3 separate regions of the Sus scrofa genome follow, and regions 1 and 2 are each linked to region 3. A link is a contact called in public Hi-C and promoter capture Hi-C data. All regions are on one chromosome and are shown on one strand. The core of a region is the stretch at or near the end of the contact, and the rest is flanking DNA. Distances in the headings are between cores, read along the strand shown. Region 1 overlaps LOC106510679 (a long non-coding RNA gene). Region 2 overlaps CABLES1 (CDK5 and ABL1 enzyme substrate 1). Region 3 holds the start of CABLES1 (CDK5 and ABL1 enzyme substrate 1).

What was found. Promoter capture Hi-C pulls out the DNA fragments that hold promoters and counts their contacts. A called contact is a pair of places that touch in the nucleus more often than the background predicts.
Region 1: a contact with region 3 is called in a Hi-C map of liver, with 2.2 times the contacts expected there. The contact joins the enhancer-like site here to the promoter of CABLES1 in region 3. A contact is called at or near these places in 1 of 5 promoter capture datasets (liver) and 4 of 47 Hi-C or Micro-C datasets (embryonic fibroblasts, liver and skeletal muscle).
Region 2: a promoter capture Hi-C map of liver shows a contact between it and region 3, with 5 times the contacts expected there. The contact joins the enhancer-like site here to the promoter of CABLES1 in region 3. A contact is called at or near these places in 1 of 5 promoter capture datasets (liver), 9 of 47 Hi-C or Micro-C datasets (brain, embryonic fibroblasts, fetal liver and 2 more) and 1 of 2 datasets of contacts at active chromatin or transcription factors (skeletal muscle).

What each region holds. Positions count from the first base shown.
Region 1 is chr6:108,040,718-108,045,132 of Sscrofa11.1, reverse strand. The region is part of intron 4 of LOC106510679 (a long non-coding RNA gene); the gene reads left to right. Among named protein-coding and RNA genes, the nearest start is that of CABLES1, 73 kb to the left of the region's middle. Within about 2 kb of position 2,657, at least 3 of the 83 cell types and tissues checked have an H3K27ac peak or open chromatin away from gene starts, as enhancers often do. A contact at or near this core is called in liver, where this site is marked.
Region 2 is chr6:108,187,028-108,191,477 of Sscrofa11.1, reverse strand. It overlaps CABLES1 (CDK5 and ABL1 enzyme substrate 1), which reads right to left. Exons shown (of 10, transcript XM_021097743.1): 4 at 4,060-4,137. Among named protein-coding and RNA genes, the nearest start is that of CABLES1, 73 kb to the right of the region's middle. Within about 2 kb of position 2,102, at least 3 of the 83 cell types and tissues checked have an H3K27ac peak or open chromatin away from gene starts, as enhancers often do. A contact at or near this core is called in fetal liver and liver, where this site is marked.
Region 3 is chr6:108,114,236-108,118,631 of Sscrofa11.1, reverse strand. It overlaps CABLES1 (CDK5 and ABL1 enzyme substrate 1), which reads right to left and starts at 2,288. Exons shown (of 10, transcript XM_021097743.1): 1 at 1,311-2,288. The coding sequence starts at 2,188. LOC106510679 (a long non-coding RNA gene) reads left to right here and starts at 1,389. Exons shown (of 5, transcript XR_002345445.1): 1 at 1,389-1,511; 2 at 3,075-3,268.

The DNA of each region.
Region 1 (4,415 bases), core at 1,408-3,907, 74 kb after region 3:
AAAGGGTACAAACAAAACACAAGCCCCTCTAATTTTCAAATCACCCTTTTACATAAAATGTCACTTACTCCTTATATTGACCTTATGGTGTAAGCATCATTTCCACTTACAGATGAGGGAACCTCAGCTGAGAGATGCTAAGCCACTCTTACAAACACAACTAGTAGAGAAATCCCTGGGCTTGAGGCTCTACTTTCCCCAGGCTCCAGAAGGATTAGGTGGTTAGGTTAATTGGAACTTGTCTTTGTCACTTTTCACTTTTAATGATTTCTCACTGTTTTAAGTGAAAGACACTTTGAGGTACCTCAGACAATCTACCATCTGTCAGAGTGAGGAGGGGAAAGAAAACAATTCGCAAGCTATCAAAAGATAGTCCTGATATTTAAGATTCTCTACCTTGCATTTTCCAGGTGGGAACTTAGGGTCAGGCGTCAAAGGACCAGAGCATCTGCACCCTAGCTTCTCCCACTGTGGAGTACAAAACTCTGCCCTCAAGTAGCAGGAGGAGCAGGGAAGCGGGAGGCAGTGGGGACAAGAACTGAGCTTTGACTGCCATTCCCCCAGTGGCTAAGAGCTGCAGAGCCCCTGGTGGGGGTTAGGGAGGGCCCCTGGGGACCTGGGCCTTGCCTTCAAGAGCTCTGATTCCTTCATCTTAATGATAGCTTCAAATGAGGTTTGGTTGTTCTTAGCAAGTACATTTACTGAAACCATTGATGTGTCAAATGTGAACAAAAATACCACATTTTTGGTAACTCTAGGAATTTTCTTCTTCTCTTGTCCCCTACTTCCCCTCCCTCTGTTTCCCTCCTCTCTTCTCCTCTCCCTCCCTCCTTCCTTCATTCACAGAGAGGGCTTAGTGGCTGGCCTTTCCTTTAATTTCATACCAAGTTTGATACAAATTTCTTAGTGTAGTCTCTATCAGCAGTACAGTTGCTAATTTCAAACACTAAAAAAAAGTTGTAAGTGGGTAATGGATAATATTTTGATTGAATAATTGATTTGATATAATAATTCTCCAGGCTTTCTTGTACCTATTGGCTTTCTCATACTGCTGGGGAGAGAGGGGTAGGATCCTAGATGCTCTGCCCTCAGGAGAGAGCTGACAAAGAGACAAAGTCTTAACTCTGAGTTCTAAAATAGATAAGATATATGCATAGCAAGAAGGAAAGTCTTGAAAGTCAAGGTTTCTGTTGTAAGAGTTGGGTTTTTGAGACAGGATTTTAAATTCTGAAAGTTGGGCTTGGGCCATCAATAACTAGTGACCTCAGGATACAGTTCCTGAGAGCCCACCATGGGCATGTCTTCTCAACTCCATGTTCAGTAACTTAAAATCAACCATGGTAAAAGTATGTGTTCAGGGAGTTCCCACTAAGGTGCAGTGGGTTAAAGATCTGGCTTGCCTCTGTGGAGGCGCTGGTTTGATCCCCAGCCTGGCACAGTGGGTTAAGGATCCAGTGTTGGTGCAGTTATGTCATAGGTCACAGCTGTGGTTCAGATTGGATCCCTGGCCTGGGAACTTCCATATGCCATGGGTGTCACTAGAAAAAAAAAATAGAAATGTGTTCACCATGGAAGTTGGCAAATCCTCAAACCAGGGCCTTTTTCCTAGAGAGTCTGTTGTTAACATTTTGGAAGGCGGGGAACTAGGAGAAAAGAGCACAGGCGAACTGCTGTGTAGACCCTTCATGAGCTGAACTCATGGTGGGGGGAGGTAGACAGATAAATTTCCACATAGGGCTGGAGATAAGAGGCCAGGTTATTGCATCTCATTTCCTACCTGCAGCTCTGTGAGAAGGTTGCAGCTGCAGAGTGCTGTGTGTGAAAATGGGCAGGAATAACAGCAGGGCAGGTCTAGGTGTAGGGACCACATGGGAGAGCTGGTCTCCCTGCCCCGCAACCCTCAATCCCCCCTCAACTCTTTTAAGGCCAAAGAGTCCATAGAGACTTCCTGTTGGACCCTGAATTGAGCAGAGATCAGCTCACATTCTTGGAGTGCAGGGGCTAGTGGGGTCATTGATGTTCCCTTGGGGTCACCTTTTCCACCAGTTCCTCCTTTGCTATGTTTTTCTCACTAATGGAATCCCATTTAATGGTCAGCCACCTAAGGATCTCATTTAAGATACATCCTGTAGAGTTCCCCCATCTCAATGTTTAGTTCATTAAAATGCAGCATTGGCGTTCTTGTGGCTCAGTGGATTAATAACCTGACATAGTGTCTGTGGAGATGTGGGTTTGATCCCTGGACTTGCTCAGTTGGTTAAGGATTCAGCATTGCTAAGCTGTGGTGTAGGTTGCAAATGCAGCTCAAATCTGGCGTTACTGTGGCTGTAGGTAGGCTGGCAGCTACAGCTCCGATTCAACCCCTAGCCTGGGCACTTAATATGCCACAGGTGCAGCCATAAAAAGAAAAAATAATAATAAAAATAAAATGCAGCATTGAACATCAGAAAATTAGGAATAAAATTCCCCCAGAAGGTTGAGTCTGCTGTAGGTTTCCTCATGGCTTGATAGACACAGATTCCTGTGGCCCCTTTTAAAAATATAAGCCTCTCCTATGATAGAAAAAGAAGAGAAGGAAGATAGGTGAAAACCGTAGAAAATGGCAGCTGAAAATCTGATGGAAAAAGGAAAGGGGGACACCTGCAGGACAGCCAGACTGCAATGAGAGTGAAAGGAACAGGGAAATAGAAACAAACAAGTTACAACACCAAAGTGAGCCACAGAGGAAACATGGAGAAGAAAATGGATTCTCTGAGAAATATTGTACAGAGGATGCTGCACCACAAAGCAACAAGATCTATGGATGCACAAAACTAACAGAGAAAGAAGAGTCGTGAGTTCCAGTGTGACAGGAGCCCCTGATTTCTCTACTTCCTGGGATTGAGTTAGAGGTGGGCAGCTACTCCATGGTTCCATAATGCTGTAGAAAAACAGGTTCCTTCATGGCTTGCCAAACATGTGTACAGGCCTGTGAGAGGCAATTGCTAAATTTTCAGGAATTTTGCTAAACAGTTATTTTAAAAATTATGTTAGGAGGTTCCTGTCGTGGCTTAGCGGAAATGAATCTGATTAGTATCCATGACCATACAGATTCAGTCCCTGGCCTCAGTCAGTGGGTTAAGGATCCAGCATTGCCGTGAGCTGTGGTGTAGTTCGCAGACGAGGCTTGGATCTGGTGTTGCTGTGGCTGTGGCTGTGGCTGTGGCCTGCAGCTACAGCTCTGATTTGACTCCTAGCCTGTCAGCCTCTGTGTGCTGCAGGTGTGGCCTTAAAAAAAAAAGGACAAAAAAATTAAGTTATATAAATTTACAGCTGAATAAATTATATTTAAAACATACTAAAACTCATCACATTCTAATTATTTTACTATACCATCTGTGTATCTGATACAATCTATGTATTTACAATGGTTGTCACTGCCTTCAAATGACTTCACATTGATAGATGAAAATCAGCCACAGTAGGAGTATTTACACCAAGTGTAAACTAAGCTTAAAAGTGTGTTGTGCCTGTAGCTGTTATATTATGAAGAACACAAAAAATTGAGGAAATATTCTTCCAGTATTCAAAAACTATCATCTGATTCATCAAAACAAATTGCTTAAATCATTAACAAATGATTTGTCTTTTCATTTTTGTCTTAGTCATTAAGGTACATGAAAATATCAACCAGCATTCCTGGCAGAACTGTACTTGTTCATCAGTTGCAACCATCATTGGCTGCAAACACAAGAGTTCAGCAAAAGTCAGAGATATTGTTCTGTAATAATCAATTGCTATGTGGAATTTAAAATAAAGAGTGTTTTACGTTTTCTTAGTAGTAGTAGAAGTAATAGTAAATTGGGTGACTCACATCCTTTATATCAGTAAAATTTGTAATAAACTTATGTACCAGTATTTGCACACAGGTATTTTTTGTTCTTGTTCGAGAGCCAGTTGTTAAACATTTACCAGCACATTACTGGGTAGTTTAGTCACTAACTATTGCCTCACCTAACAACTATGATACTCAGAAGCCTTCCTTTAGAAAAGGACCTAGAGGCAGTGAAAAGCACAAACATCTCTTCTTTCCTTTTTAAAAAATTGTGGTAGAATATACATAACAATTTACCATTTTAGCCATGTTTTCTTTTTCTGTGATATATTTCTCTTGTGGGAATTGGTATATGTAAGTATCTGTATTGAGGAATACTGTTATTTCCTATTTTTCTTTCTTTTTTTTCATTTTTGGCTACCCCACAGCATATGGGGTTCCAAGACCAGGGTTCAGATCTGAACCGCATTTGTGACCTAAGCTTCAGCTGTAGCAACGATAGGTCCTTTAGACCACTGTGCTGGACCGGTGATCGAACTTGTGTCCTGGCGCTGCAGAGATGCTACTGATCCCATTGTGTCACAGTGGGAACTACTATTTT
Region 2 (4,450 bases), core at 853-3,352, 73 kb before region 3:
GGGAGGAGACCCAGGCTCTGACAGAAACACCCCCCAACCCTCCCATGTCCCCCCACCCCAGCTGCCAGCTAGCACCTCCCTGAGGTGTTCAAAATGGGAATGGCCACTTATTTCCACAAGGGGGTCAAACAGAGACGGTTTGGGTGATGTCTTCCCAGGTAATTTAAGTTAACGATGCATTCCTACGGGCTTTGCATAAAATGCAGTGATGCTCAAATTAAGGGCACAGGTAGAAAACTGCCACCCCCATTCTAGAGAGGACCAAGCCCAGGCTCGCAGATGGTATGGGATTTGCCCACATGAAAAGCTCCAAGTCTCCAAGTTCTTCACATGGACCCCCCCACATCTCGTTTGCTATAAGGAATCTAGGGGCCTCGACAGGAGGGACCCACCTGTCTCTCTCTGTGTGCCGGGGCTATGTTGGGTCCCATACGCAGGGAACCTGTGAACCTCAATTAACTTCTAGGAGGCAGATATCGTGAAAACTCCATTTCACAGACGGGTTTCTGTGATTATGGAGCTTGGGAGCCAGAGTGAGTCATGGAAAGCCCTAGGCTGGACAGACTTCAGTTCAAATTCTCGTTCTGCTAGAATATATAAAGAATTCATACAATCCAGAAACAAAAAACCCAATTAAAAATTGGGCAGGGTGTACAGCAGAAAATTGACAGACTACTATAAACCAGCTATGATGGAAAAAATAAAAATCATTAAAAAAAAATTGGGCAGGGGTGTTGCTGTGGCTGTGGTGTAGCCCAGCAGCTACAGCTCTGATTTGACCCCTAGCCTGGGAACCTCCAGATGCTGCGGGTGTGGCCCTAAAGACCAAAAAAAAAAAAAAAAAAAAAAAAAAAACTGGGCAGGGGATATAAATAGACATTTTCCCAAAGACATATAAATGGTCAGAAGGCACAAGATGTTCGACATTACTAATTATTAGGGAAACACAACTCAAAAAAAGATATCACGTCCAACCTGTTGGAATGGCTATTATCAAAAAGAAAAGGAATAACACATGTTAGAGACGATGTGGAGAAAAGAGAATCCTTGCCTTGTATATAGCTGGTAGGAAGGCAAATTGGTGCCACCATCACGGAAAACTGTACGGAGGTTCCTAAAAAAATTAAGAATAGAACTGCCATTTGACCCAGCAGTTCCACTTCTGGGTATCTATCTGGAGAACATGAAAACACTAATTCAAAAAGCTATGTGCACCCCTATGTTCACTGCAGCATTATTTACAACAGCCAAGATACAGAAGCAGAGATGGATGAATGGATAAATGTGTGGTATACACACACACACACACACACACACACACACAGAGGAATACTACACACAGTCACAAAAAATCTTGCTACTTGTGACAACATAAATTGACCTTGAAGTTATTATACCAAGTGAAATACGTTAGATGGAGAAAGACAAACAATGAATGATTTTACTCATTTGTGGAATCAAAACAAAATGAAACAAATGAACAAACAAAATAAAACAAACTCACAGATACAGAGATCAGATCACTGGTTACTAGGGGAGGAGGGGGTTGGGGTGAGTGAAATGAGTAAAAGGGTCAGATGTGGGGATGGTCACTAGCCTCACGGTGGCGGTCACTCTGTGGTACATACAGATGTGGAGCTATAATGCTGTACACCTGCAAGTTACTGATTTCTTTATTTAGGCCGTGCCCATGGCATGGGAAGTTCCCGGGCCAGGGATTGAACCTGCGCCACAGCAGTGACCTGAGTCACAGCAGAGACAACACTGGCCCAGTGTTGATATCTGAGACCTTAACTCTGGAAGATCAGTGGTTTTATTTACAAAATAGAGACAAGTACTTGGGTACCATAGTGAGGGGCCCCAGGACCTGGAAACAAGATCACCTTCCATGAATGAAACAACCCGAACACTTCAAAAGTGAAAGCATGGAGAAGCCAGATTGTGTTAGAGAAACCGAATGAGTCCTTGGCTAGAAAGATCTGGCAGTCACCTGACTGAACATTTTAAGCCTTTTCAATAGGTCATTATCAGTTCCCTGTGAAATTTGTGTGTTTCTCCCCTCTTGGTTGCAAGTTCCAGAAGGACAGGAACAAGGTCCATCCTTTTACTACCTTTACCCCCTGGACCTAGTTACACAGTAAGCGCTCAGTAAATCAAAGAATGGAACATAGCTAAGGACAGAATACATTAATCAGAAAAGTCAGCAAGGGGAGTTCCCACTAGGGCACAACGGGATCAGTGGTGCCTCTGCAGCACCAGGATACAGGTTCGACTCCTGGCCCAGCACAGTGGGTTAAAGGATCTGGCATTGCCACAACTGTTACAGAGGCTGCAACTGTGGCTGAGATCTGATCCCTGGCCCAGGAACTCCATATGCTGTGGGGAAGGACAAAAACAAACAAACAAACAAACAAACAAACAAACAAAAAAAAAAAAAGAAAAAGAAAAGATCCAGGAAGCCCAGAAAAATAAAGCTGGAAGCGCAAAGCCCAGGCAAGTTCTGGCTGTGAGAAGACCTACCCGCGGTCAGCATCCCACTGAAGTTTCATATCCCCTGCAAGTGCGCCCACCGGCCGGTCACACTCAAGACATTCTAAGCCCTAGGGCCACTACTTGTAAATAGAGCAATGAACTGGCCTTCTGGGTGACACACAGGTCCATGAGCTGCTACCAGCTTCTGTCTGCAAGAAATGAGCCTGCCCTCAGGGGCAGCCAGACCTGGGGCTGAAGCAGGTTGAAAAGATAAAGTTTTTTTTTTTTTTTTCACTCTATTTGGTAGAGTAGGAGTCACTTAAGACAGCCCGCTGGCCCTACCCAGGTGGTCCTGGAACCTCTGAACTGCAGGATTTGCTGTCCCATTTTTTACAGCACCTTCCCTGCAAGGCTGTCATAAGCACGCAGAGAGGGAAGAGGACTGGCACAGAGTAAGTGCTCAATAAACCGTATGATGATGCCCGCTCTTTAAGGCACACATGGCATAAATGACTGAGTCAGCATTCCATGAATAACGAAGGACTATGTTCTATTCCCTGGTGTAAAAATAAGGACTACAATGAGTTTAACAGGCCGAGAGTCTGACAGGTCTGTGGCAGGGAGCAAAGGTCATGGTGACCGGGGCTGGCCAGGCAGAGCCTGTGGAAAGTGGTGGAAGAGGACTAAATGGTGGATCAGCACCAGGGGCCATACTGCCACCCTAAGGGGCAGTGGTCGTGTGTCGTTGCTACGATGATCAGAGGGCAACCCCAGCATTTAGTCTGCAGAAACGGAGCTGACCTTCGACCTCCTACAATGCTCCCGGCATCCTTTGCAGGGAACCGTCCTGCCCCAAATACCAGCAGCTCCCTGATGACAAACTATGGACACAGTGAACACGCGACAGGTGAGTGAGTCAGACGCAGGGGGAGAAAGAGCCCAGAGTTTGCGGACAAAGAACGAGGAGGGGGTCTGCCAGGTCCGTGCTTCACTTACCTACTTCTTTTCAGGGCAAAAGGAGAGGCTCATTGATTGAGAAAGGTGTGCATTCCCCTGGCCTGTGGCTGATCACACAGGTCTGTTCCTGATACCGCTTTTTTGCTTGGATGTTTGCTCCAGGTTGCAGGTCCATGTCCAGCCCCAAGCCCAAGACGCAAGGAGACAGGATGGCCGCATGGTTTGTCTGAGTCTTTCCTGACCTACCTTTCTCCAGAAGTCAGTGAGGCCCTGCGAGATGGGTGGGCCCCAAATTGCTCTTGCTTTACGGTATTGGAAGAGGTGACAAAATGCATGTTTCGAACATCAGGCAATGTGGTAAGGACACACATGCAGGCACATGCGCACATATGTGCACTCTCGCACACATGTGTGTTCAAGGGCATGTGCACATGTGCACACCCCCCCAATAACAAGGAAGCTTTCTGGCTGAAAAGAAAATGGCATTTTGTTTCTTTCAAATATACAAATACTGAATTTGCAGGGTCAAAGCAAGGCACATTCTTTGAAATGGAAAGGGTGGCCACAGTGTATACATGGTGTCAGATGTTTTCACCCAGAGAACTACAAAGCAAGCATGCATATACATACCCAACTTGGGCACTGTCGCGATATGGCAGCACTGAAAATATACTACAGAAGGATCTTCTGCCACTGATAAGGACTATTCTAAAAAAAAAAAAATAAAGAACAAATAACAAACAAACTAAATGCAAAGGCTTTTAAACTAAAAATAAAATTCTACAGCAATTAAGCATTCATGGAATTCACAGCCGCATTTGCACACTCCCGCCACCTCCTCTAACAGATGGTGTTCTGCTCTCCTTGCAAAATGCAAGCTCAGCGCAGCAGAAGTGTGCCTGCCTCTCCCGATTCAAATGTTAACACAGTGAGGCTCGGGCGAGGGTCTCTGAGGAGCACATGGGAATCCACTGCCGGCTGTGGGCGGCACGTGCAAGACAGAGCAGGCGGGGCGATGAGT
Region 3 (4,396 bases), core at 1,039-3,538:
GCCAGGCCCAGATTGTCACCTGGGCCCAGTGTCGCTAATCATCCTCTCAGTCAGAAGGCTGCCCGTGTGCGTTTGCACTAGGATGTGACACACGGAGCAGGGTCTTGATTTCACCACTTGGGAAGAAAGACTGAGAACAAAATTCTGGAGGAGCCCTGTTTGCTCTTCCCCTTCTGTCCATGGCGGCGCAGGGGCGGGGGTGTGTGTGTTTTAAGTTTTCCAACAGGCCACCTTCTTACTTAGGCCAGTAAGTGTCCAGATGAGCATTAGAGGAGGAAGCTGTAACAGAAAGGTTCTCCCTTCTGGTCTTGAGGCCTGCAACATGTTGGCAAGGTCCCATGCCAGAAGGGGAAACTGAGGCCCCAGGATGCTCAAATAACTGAACCATGGGAGCCTCTAGGTTACTACTAACTTCACAGGTGGGCTTCCTAGGTGACAAGTCAAGATGCTCCCAACCAGAGAACAGGCCTACACTTCCTCACTCTCTCCCAACCAACAGTCCCACTGTCTCACACAGACCTAACTCCCAAGGGGTCTCTGGAACTAGCAGAGACAAGCTCCAGCTATTTCCAGAACAATAAGCAAATGTCCAATATTTCATATTGTTGCTAAGATGCAGGATACCTGCAGGGGACTTCAGCGAGCAAACACAATCACCTTTTCACTAATTTCAGCAAATTCATCTTGGAATGGAAAAAAGAAGCCTCAAACCCTATTTCTTCCCTGTGCCCCATCCTGGTTCAAAGAAACCTAAGAAGGGTTTGCTTCTCTTGGAAAAGCAAAGGGTTTCCCTGGGACACATTCCCTGGGACTGAAATACTTTGAGCGCAGGCACAACTTCTCAGGAGGAATTCACGGCGTGTTCGCGACAAGTTCAGGCTCACACGCGCCGCTCTGCCGCTGGCCGGACCCACTGCTCCACTTTTCGCCCCGCCTAGCCTTGCCTGGCGTGGGAGAGAGCGTCTCTGGGTCCGGATTGGGTTCCTGGAAGTCCGTGCTCTCCTTGTAATGGGAGGTTTTGGTGCCGCTTTTCAATGGGCGCCCTTAAGCCCTAAATCCAGAGACCCACTGCCTGAGCATGGTGCCTCTGCTTTGGCTCTGTGAATGCCTGGCTCGTGCACACACGTGTGAACACACACACTCCCCGGAGACCATCCCTCTTCCGCGTACCCTTGTAGTTTGGAATTCGCGCCAGAAGCCCTGGGATCCGGCGGGGCGCGGGAAAGTGGGAACGACCCGTGTCCCGCAGCACAGAGCCGGCCGGGAGGGACGCGAGATAAGGCGCGCGCGGCGGCGTCCAGGTTACTCACCGGGACCTCTGCAGCTGTTCAAAGGCGCTGGTGCTGCCTCCCTGGCCCGGCTGCTCCAGAGAGCAATAGTTCTGCGAAGTCTGCCTGGAGAAGGCGATGGGCAGGATTCCCTGAGTGAACGAGTTGAGGCGGCCTCGACTGCCGCTCCCACTCCCGGGAGTCCCGGAGCCCAAGAAGGCGGCCGCCGGCACCTGCACGCTGGTAAAGGCATCGTCCTCCTCCAACTCCTCCTGCCCGGCGCCCCCGGGCCCGTTGGGCAGCTGCGGCTGAACGCAGGCGGCGAGAAGCGCGGGCCGGGGCAGCTGCAGTTGCTCTCCCGACGCCCGGCCCGCGCCCAGGGAGCTCGCGAACCCTCGGGACGCCCCAGGGCCGAGCGCGGTCGCGTAGCCGCCAGGGACCAGGGGCGGCAGCGGCGACGGCGGCGGGAGGTAGGGGCCGGATCCAGCTGCCAATGCCGCCGCTGTGCCCGCCACTGCAAGCGCGCTGCAGCCGCCCCGCTCGGCGGCGGCGAGCAGACTGAGCCGAGTCCTCGCGCCGCAGGCGCTGCCGGCTCCGGGCTTGACCCCACCGCTCTCCTCGCTGCCAGCCCACTCCTCATCTTGCAGCGGCGGCCGTCCGTCTAAAGAGATATTGGTGAGGAAGGAGAGGGCAGCCTGGCGGCGCCGAGGGTCCATGCGTGGCTTCCTGGGGGGGTCGGGCGGCGGCTGCCGCGGCTGGGCCGGCGCGGCGGCCGCGGGCTGGGGCGGCTGCGGCGGCGGCTGCGGCAATCTGCTGGTGCCCGTGGCGTCGGTGCCGGCGCTGCTGCTGCTGCTGCTGCTGCCGCTGCTGCGGACGGCCGTGCCGGCGGTGGCGGCCGTGGTGGCGGCAGTCGCCGCCATTGTGTCCGTCTGTGGCGATATTTCCGCGATGCCCCGAGAAGCGAGCGGCGCCCGAGTGCTAAGCGGCGGGCGCGAGCGCCGGTGACCCGGGCTGGGCAGGGCGCGGGGCGCGGGCGGCGTGCGCGGCGGCCCGGCCCCCCAGCGGGCGGGCCATGCTCACCCCTCGGTGCTCCGGCGCGGGGCGCCGCCGCCCCGGCCCACGCGCGCGGCTCGCTGGCTCGCTGGCTCCCTGGCCGTCTGCCCGCCCGCGAGCAGCCTGAGCATTCGGTCCCAGGCCTTCCCCGCCCGCGAGGTCTCCGGCTCACGGGCCCCAGTGTCCGTATTTATAGGTGCGCGCGCCCCGCGCTCGCGCTCCGAAGAGCTCTTTGCAAAAACAGTATCACGTGTGGGGAATGAAACCTGGGAGGAAAACAAAGCCGCAGGCGGCGGCCGCAGAGACAGGCGGCAGAAGGCGGGGGCCGGAGGAGGAGGAAAAAGAGAAGGAGGAAGGGAAAGCCAAGAGGGTGGCGGGGCGGGGGTCGGAAGGGCGGTCAAGGTAGTCGGAGCTTCCTGCGGGGAGAATTGGTGGCTCCCAGGGCGCGCGCCCAGGTAAGGGTGGCGAGCACGTTTCCCCGCCCCTCTTGGATTGGGAATTGGGGGCGCGAGCAGAACCCCTTGAGTCACTGCGTGAGGATGTGGGCCCCGGAGGGTTGAGGGTCTGAAGAACAATTAATTGGAGCGACTCAGAGATTTGGCCCTCGAGCTTGTTTACTGTATTCCGCGCTGCAGTTGGGCCCAGAGAAATAGTCTTTGTTAATAGTTATGCGGGTAGGGCAGTGTAACTATGTGGACAGTCCCACCTTAAAGCTGTTGGTAACTGTTGAGTTTGTGTCTCATTCATTCTCAGACTGAAGATGCAGTCCCTGATACAAATGCACACCCCGGGATGCATAAGAGCCCAGGCGCACGAACGTCATCCATGTGGCCAGACCAACTGACACCATTTGATGGTGCTGTCACTTCTCATCTCTTTCTTAGCAAAGGCTCACATAAATTTCTACTTTGGCCCAGAAACGTACTCCGTTTTCCATGAAGACCAAGGTAAGCTAAGATGGCCTCACACCCTTTTCCACTTGTCATCTTTTTCTTCCATATAAACTGGAAACAATAGGCACAGTTACTTTCTGTCATTTATTTCATAAACATCCGCTTGGCACCTACCATACCTTCTATTAATATGGGTACCTGTCCAAGGACGTGATGAGCCTTCCAGAGCTGCAACGCTAGATCTGGGAGGACTCACAGTATATTGTACCCCAGCCTCACCCCAACAAATGCCTGTCCTGGAGTGGGAGCGGGAGGGTAGGTTACCATGAGCCATCTGAAAACACGTTCAGATTCTCCTATTTGGTTTGGGTGACCTACCAAACGCAATAGAAACAATTGTCACACTGCTTGAGTTCTGTGATGTCTAAGAAACCTCTCCTCTACACTTTTCTGAGGGAGAGACAATATGGTTAAGATCAAGGGATTAATTTAATTAAAGGTTTAAATTTAGCCTTGGAGCTAATAGGTAACTTTGCATTGAAATTCCACTCCATTTCAAGTTTAGGAAAGTAAACTGAGTAATGTAGAGCAAATACACCCTTCCAGAGACAGGCATCCAGCTCAGAGGATGAGATACGGGTGTGTTCAGGTTACAATTGCTTAGGACAAGCATGACACATGACCCTTTACATGAACAATTGTTCATTTTTTTATTTTATGCCATTTTTAGACCTTTTGAAAGGTGGAACCCAGTGTCTATTTATAGCAGCCTTACTGCAGCTAAGTGACCAGCTCTGTGTTATTTCATTAGGATTTTAATTACTCTGTTTAACTGCTTGAAACTTCCAAGCTGCTTTATTATAGCTAACTTAATTTACCTGACCACTGCTCTGGTTGTCCTAGCAGGCAGTGTTAAATAAAACACCAGCTCTGCATGTGTAACAGAAAAAATGATTTTTTTAATTATAAAAATGATACATGTTAATTACAGAACATTTAGAGAGTAAGATAAGCAAAGAGAAGGGGGGGGAGCATCATTAACAATCTCATCTCCTATGGAAATAACTATTACAATTTTGGTGTCTGTCCTGTGTGTATTTTTAAACAAAAGTGAAAGCGGTCTGTTTGTGTCTTGTGATTTTTGCTGCTGTGTTATGATTATCTTTCCTTTTAGGATATTCT